Linked DNA regions of Danio rerio: region 2 is linked to region 1. The links are chromatin contacts, called in public Micro-C maps. All regions are on one chromosome and are shown on one strand. Each heading gives the region's core, a stretch centred on a gene start, on an enhancer-like site or on the middle of the called end of the contact. The rest is flanking DNA. Distances are from core to core; before and after follow the strand shown. Region 1 has its middle 34 kb from the start of snapc5. Region 2 has its middle 22 kb from the start of smad3b.

What was found. Hi-C and Micro-C count contacts between places; a contact is called where the count stands out from the background.
Region 2: a Micro-C map of caudal fin shows a contact between it and region 1, with 11 times the contacts expected there. The contact joins two enhancer-like sites. A contact is called at or near these places in 2 of 18 Hi-C or Micro-C datasets (caudal fin and an unstated tissue) and 1 of 4 datasets of contacts at active chromatin or transcription factors (caudal fin).

Annotation. Positions count from the first base shown.
Region 1 is chr18:20,909,944-20,913,321 of GRCz12tu, reverse strand. No RefSeq gene overlaps it. Among named protein-coding and RNA genes, the nearest start is that of snapc5, 34 kb to the right of the region's middle. Within about 2 kb of position 2,026, at least 4 of the 62 cell types and tissues checked have an H3K27ac peak or open chromatin away from gene starts, as enhancers often do.
Region 2 is chr18:21,136,156-21,139,921 of GRCz12tu, reverse strand. No RefSeq gene overlaps it. Among named protein-coding and RNA genes, the nearest start is that of smad3b, 22 kb to the left of the region's middle. Within about 2 kb of position 1,736, at least 18 of the 62 cell types and tissues checked have an H3K27ac peak or open chromatin away from gene starts, as enhancers often do.

The sequences.
Region 1 (3,378 bases), core at 777-3,276:
TTCAGAAAGATCAGGAAAAGGGTTTGGAGAGTTATTACAACTTAACAGACACCTCCTCCTCACCATTTCTGTTTGTTGTCAAAACTGACAGTTGGAGCAGCGTGGTTAAATGTTAGCCATACCCATTTGCTAAGATATATGCAATCTGACAATTTAACTGAAAAAAAAAAAACAGGACGTGCATTTTCAGATTTTAATTAAAGATAAGAAGGGCAAACAAAAATGTTTTTCATAATGACGTGCACAGATGAATCGTTCACCACAAAACTAGCAATGTGAGCAAACAAAATCATATGGTTAGTTTTGATTTCAATAGAGTAGACACTGAGCTATTTCACCGAGGTTATTTCCCACTTTAAAATTTCTGGCCTCTACGCTGTAATAAACATCTGTTCAATTTACACATTATTGATACCCATGCTTAATTGACCATTAATACGGTGTATTTGCAGAAACTGGTCGGCACCACACATATGGTTTGACAAAGTGTTTTAGGAATCAAGCATGTACAGTAATTCACAACAGTTACATATCACGGGATGTCAAATGTTACTTATATCATTACTACTGTTTTGATTTCCAATCAATTTTCATATTAGATCTAAAACTGTTGATGCAATTCAAGTAACAATTTATTCTGCAATGCAGCAATATGTTCTATTTGAAATACTCAGGCTATATAAAATCTATTTTACATGACAAAAACTTAGAAAGGAAATTGGTAGATTATTATTTTCCAGCGTGAACAACTAAGAACAGGCTGGAAATGACTAACCAGCCTATAAATTACCGAAACCCCTCTAAAACCAGGCTGTGTGTGTGTGTGTGTGTGTGTGTGTGTGTGTGTATAGATAGATAGATAGATAGATAGATAGATAGATAGATAGATAGATAGATAGATAGATAGATAGATAGATAGATAGATAGATAGATAGATAGATAGATAGATAGATAGATAGATAGATAGATAGATAGATAGATAGATAGATAGATAGATAGATAGATAGATAGATAGATAGATAGATAGATAGATAGATAGATAGATAGATAGATAGATAGATAGATAGATAGATAGATAGATAGATAGATAGATAGATAGATAGATAGATAGATAGATAGATAGATAGATAGATAGATAGATAGATAGATAGATAGATAGATAGATAGATAGATAGATAGATAGATAGATAGATAGATAGATAGATAGATAGATAGATAGATAGATAGATAGATAGATAGATAGATAGATAGATAGATAGATAGATAGATAGATAGATAGATAGATAGATAGATAGATAGATAGATAGATAGATAGATAGATAGATAGATAGATAGATAGATAGATAGATAGATAGATAGATAGATAGATAGATAGATGAAGTTTGAATCACTGTAATTTGAACTGTCCAGTATCATTTTTACTAAATTTGCTTGTTTTTGATTTACCTCAGTGTAGAGAACCGCATTTTTTCACGTAGAACACAAAAGCTTATTTGTACTTTAAAACTTCGGAAACTAAAACTTTGCCTACCTTTTCTGTAGCGTTATTTTGGTAAGTTTGGCCTACTCGCTACGGACAAGCATGACGCGGTGTTGTTTTATCAAGCACGTGATGCGCATTGCGTTGCATGACATAACAATGCATCAGCCACCATTGCATTCACAAGACGTTTACCTAATGCTATCTAAAATGGTAAAATATACACAATTTTGACATTTCTTGCTGCATTTCTATTATAATCATTTTAGGTGTTCTTTCCCATTTTTAATATCAGACATTATAATGTCATTTGTGTGTTCATACAGCTTTTTTTGTTTAATTTTTTCAATCATTGATCCACCTCATAGTTTTGTCCTTTTTTTCCTGGTTACATGATAGACAATTTGTGTTCCATGTTTGGCAGTTGATATGTGATGAAAACTTTTTGACGTTATTATCAGAAGTTATGAATATTTCACACCCTCTGAAGCTGAATGTGTGTAAGCAAATTGTATGGTGGATCCCTATGTGACAAGCAGCGCCATCTGCTGGAAGCAGAAAAAACATATAGTGAGTTTCTTTTTCTTCTTTAAAAGAAATATGGTTCAACATTTTAAAGAAAACAATTCTTAAATGAGTTTTAATCATGTCTTATCCAAAAATCTTATTACAGAATTAGCTGACCTGTTGGCTTTTGAGATGGTCAGACTAAGCGACCAATATAATCATCTAACCAAATTTATCTTAACATGTTTTTGAGTTGTTATCATTTTCTGAAGTGGCTGATTGCAGTAGCTAAGCTTAAATTGTCTGGTTTTAAGTAGTTCTCAGCACAATAAATATGATTGTCCTTTTAATATGAGGTATTTTATCTCCTCCACATCACCAGCATGAAAGAAATACAGTGGCATTTTATGCTTGGAACCAGCTGGGTTTGTTGACTTCAGTAGGATTATATAATATTGAAAGACTGTTCACGAAACTCTCTGACAAAGAAAAATACAAACATCCAATTTATTCATCAAGACCTGCATTACCCCTGTGCCTCAAAAACTGCCAACAGACCTGAACTTGAGCTTCACAAACCACTCGGTCCAAACCAAAACTCATAGCATGGGCCTGGAGCAAGAGTCAAATCTGCAAGAGGGAGAAGGATATTTCATACGACAGCCATCCATGGGCCTCCAACAACAACACCTCAACACACAGAGGAAATTCTCCCCCGTCCAGGGCTCGCTGCTGGAGCACAGCATCCGCTTAATCCTGCGATATAATGAGCTCATTTCACAATGTCATTTGCAGCCCTTTCTCACTACTATTACAGTCCAACTAAACCCCAGTATCTCCAGAGCTACAGTAAAGAAAACACTCACACAGATCCCATTTCCTTGAGTTTTGGTAATCTTTCACTTTTGACAAACAGAAGTAGCTTGTGTATGTATTTTGCAGGTATATTCAATTGTCATAAACTACTGACCATATTTTGGATGGCTTTTTAAAGGAACTATTGAACTTTGGAAAGCTCAGGGAACACAAAGAAGGATCCTTTTATCCTCAAGGGCCGTGCTCGCAACTTTTTTTAACAATAATTCTTTTATATTAACTTGGTGAGCAAGTGTGGTATGCTGCAGTGTTAAAATATACTCAGCAAGCATTTTTTTGTTTTGTTTTTAAAAGATGCCAAATAGATGTCTAATAGACATCTAAACATAGTCATCTTGGCTAAATCAAGGCTACACTTGGTCTGTCAATGAAAATCTAATAGACGTCCAAGAATAGGCCGAACCAGACTAGTCATCAAATAAGCCGAAATAAATGACTAGACATGTAAAGTCTGTCTAATCTGTCTATTTGACAACTAGTCTAGTTTTGGCCTATTCTTAGTCGTCTATAGATTT
Region 2 (3,766 bases), core at 487-2,986, 230 kb before region 1:
AACAGACGTTATTTTATGGTAAATTTCTGTAATCTAACGTCCATTAGTTAACAGTAAATTTCCGTAATTTAACATCCATTATTTCATAGTAAATTTCTGTAACATAACATCCATTATTTTACGGTAAATTTCTGTAACCTAACGTCCATTATTTTACAGTACATTTTTGTACCCTAATGTCCATTATTTTAGAGTAAATTTCTGTAACCTAATGTCCATTTTTTTACAGTTAATTTTTGTAATCTAATGTCCATTATATTACGGTTAATTTTTGTAATTTAACGTCCGTTATTTTACGGTAAATTTCCGCAATTTATGATCTGTTGTTTATGGTAAATTTCTGTAATCTAACGTCCATTAAGAAGCGGTAAATTTTCGTAATTTAACATCTATTATTTCATGGTAAATTTCTGTAACCTAACGTCCATTATTTTACAGTAAATTTCTGCAATCTAATGACCATTATTTTACAGTAAATTTCTGTAACCTAATGTCCATTATTATACAGTAAATTTCTGTAATCTAACGTCTATTATTTTACAGTTAATTTTTGTAATGTAACGTCCATTATTTTATGGTTAATTTTTGTAATTTAACATCCATTATTTTACGATAAATTTCCATAATTTTAGATCTGTTATTTCATGGTAAATTTCTGTAATTTAACATCTGCTGTTTTACAGTAAGCTTCAGTAATTTAACATTGGTTATTTTACGGTAAATGTCTGTAATTTAACATCCATTATTTTCCTTTTTTCTGGCACCCCTGCTGTTGCAAAAAAAAAAAAAAAAAAAAAAAAAGTAAAATAACAGAATTTTTTGACCTTGATGTCAAAGCAACATCAAATCGACATCTAACATTATTATCAAAAATCGACTGATGCATTTTTTATGGTGTTTTTTTTTTTCATGCCAATGTTAGATGTCAATTTGATGTAGTTTTTATATTAATGTAGTCAATTGAGATGAAATCAATGTGCATGTTTGATAAATTTTACTGGCACATATGATTATGTTGCATCCCGCTAAAAACAAAGACATAAAATTTTTCCTAAAGCCAAACTAAACTAAAAATGAATACATAAAAACCATTCAAAGTAATTAGAATAGCTCTACACGATATGGAAAAAACAGATCCAATTTTATATACTGACTGCGTGAACTGCAAAACCACCAGAAGGTGGGGTTGAAATCTCCAAGCAGGATCCTTGAGCTCAAGTTCTACATGCATGCCTTCAAAAGAGGGAGCTGTGGTTCTCTTCTAATGTGTGACAGCTACGAAACCTCTCTGATGTGATGTGATGTGTGTGTTAGACTACAACTCACAATAAACACACAAGACGGACAGAGTGCCACCTCAGCACTATTCTGCATGCTTTAAATCTTCATCTGCATAACAAAAAAGTCCTACTGTCCTACATAAATACATACTTGCAGAGCCAAATCTGCATGACGGCTCAATCTTTCAAAAAGCCACAAATGAGCAATTGAAACACACGAGACCCGTAAGAGAACACGAGAGACAAAATACAGCACTCTTTGCAAACGACGCGAGGGCAAGGTTTGCTTTTTATGGTTTCAGCTGGTTTAAACATTCCATTAGTTTCTTTTGATGAGATGGCATTTCAGCGCTTGTTTTTCCTCTCTGAGAGCGAGTCTCACACTGAATGTAGACCATTTTAAGAGGCTTATCCGCTTTCTTCCTCCAACCGCCCTTGAACTCCACACATATGTTTCTGATAGACCTCAGCACTCCTACTCAGCCTCTCATTCAGAAAGAAATGGAGGGGTGGGGGGAAGAAAAAAAAAAGTTTTCCAGTGAAACACTAAACAGTTTATTTTCTCTGTGTCGTTCTCTGGGGCAGCTTTAAAGACTGCTCAATCACACGCTGATGTGCTCTCTCGGTCACACCGATAAACAAACCAATGATTTAACTCTCCTCAAGGTCTCTCCATTCATATTTTGTTCCTCTTCTCCGCCTCATTTTTTCACTTTTGAAAAAGCGGAGCACGCAAAAGGTCTGAATGTAGTTTCTATTAACGCGGTGTAAGCTCAAAAATAAATCTTTTTATCAGCAGCACATTTCATACATGCATTTGTGCACAGTGCTGCACAGAAATGTGAGAGTCAAAAGTTTAGACACACTTGACTCAATTTATGTTTCACATGATATTAAAACCTTGAGATTTAAAGTGAAAATACTTGAAATTAATTTGCTGCATATGAACTGAATGTGTTGATTTCTGAAATATGAGAATATGTGTGTTTGCTATTTAAAATAGCAAAAAGTAGCTATTTATTTACATTTCTAAAATAATAATAATGATTTACGAATGATATTCTTCAAAAAAATTATATTTTTATTAATTAATTTATTTGAATGATGAAGAATAAGTATGATGGGTTTTCCCAATGTTTTTAAACTGTCTATAATGCTTCCTATATGTTTCTAAAATTACTGTTTGTATGTGTTCAAATTATGCACCTTACTTTTGACAATGTATTTAAAACTATATTTTCAATTGTTCAGTTTATTACATTATTGTTAATATATACAATTGAAGTCAGAATTATTAGCCCCCCTGAATCATTGTATTATTACTGTTTAACAAAGAGAAGATTTATTCAACACATTTCTGCACATAATAGTTTTATTTATAATAACTGATTTAATTTATCTTTGTCATGATGACAGTATTATATTTAATTAGATATTTTTCAAGACACTTCTATACAGCTTAAAGTGATATTTAAAGGCTTAACAAGGTTAATTAGGTTAACTTGGTAGGTTTGAGTAATTAGGCAAGTTATTGTATAACGATGGTTTCTTCTGTAGACTATCGAAAAAATATATAGCTTGAAGGGGCTGATAATTTTGTCCTTAAAATGGTGTTTAAAAATTAATAAATGTTTTAGTTCTAGCCAAAATAAAACAAATAAGACTTTTTCCAGAAGATAAAATATTATCAGACATACTGTGAAAATTTCCTTGCTCTGTTAAACACCATTTGAAAAATATATAAAAAAAAAAATTCAAAGGGGTTAATAATTCTGACTTCAACTGTATATATAACAATACAACAAGCAAACAAACATTTTTTTAAATGTTTTAAAAATATTACGTTACTACCTGGACAAATACAAAATTCATTCATTCATTTTTTTAAGCTTAGTCCCTTTTTTATTCTGGCCTTGCCACAGTGGAATGAACCGCCAACTAATTCAGCATGTTTTACGACAAAACCGGAGCAGCCAGAGAAAGCCCACGTGAACACAGGGAAAACATGCAAACTCCACACAGAAATTTCAATTGACCTAGCCGAGGCTCGAACTAGCAACCCTCTTGCTGTGAGGCGACAGCACTACCTACTGTGCCACCGCATCGCCCGAGATACAAAATATTAAATTCTTTTTTTGTTTTATTAAAAATTCATTCCTTTTCTCTTTTTTTTTTGCATTTTAAAAGAACCATATATTGATTTACATTTATTGGAATAACAAAGAAAAAGTGTGTGTTTTTTTCAATGTCTGTATATTTCAGTGAATATGCCTTGTTCATAATGTTGATGTGTATTAGGGCTGCGTGATATTAGAGTAATCTGATATTGTGATCTATAATTTTTCTGCAATAAATGTTGCGAATGAATTCATTTTTACAAGATAGTTTTAATAGCATTATTTAACAGTTCTGAGAAGTCTAACAATAATCAGGTACAGAAATTTAACAATCACAAAAATGCTTTCCTACTAGAGCTGGGCAATACA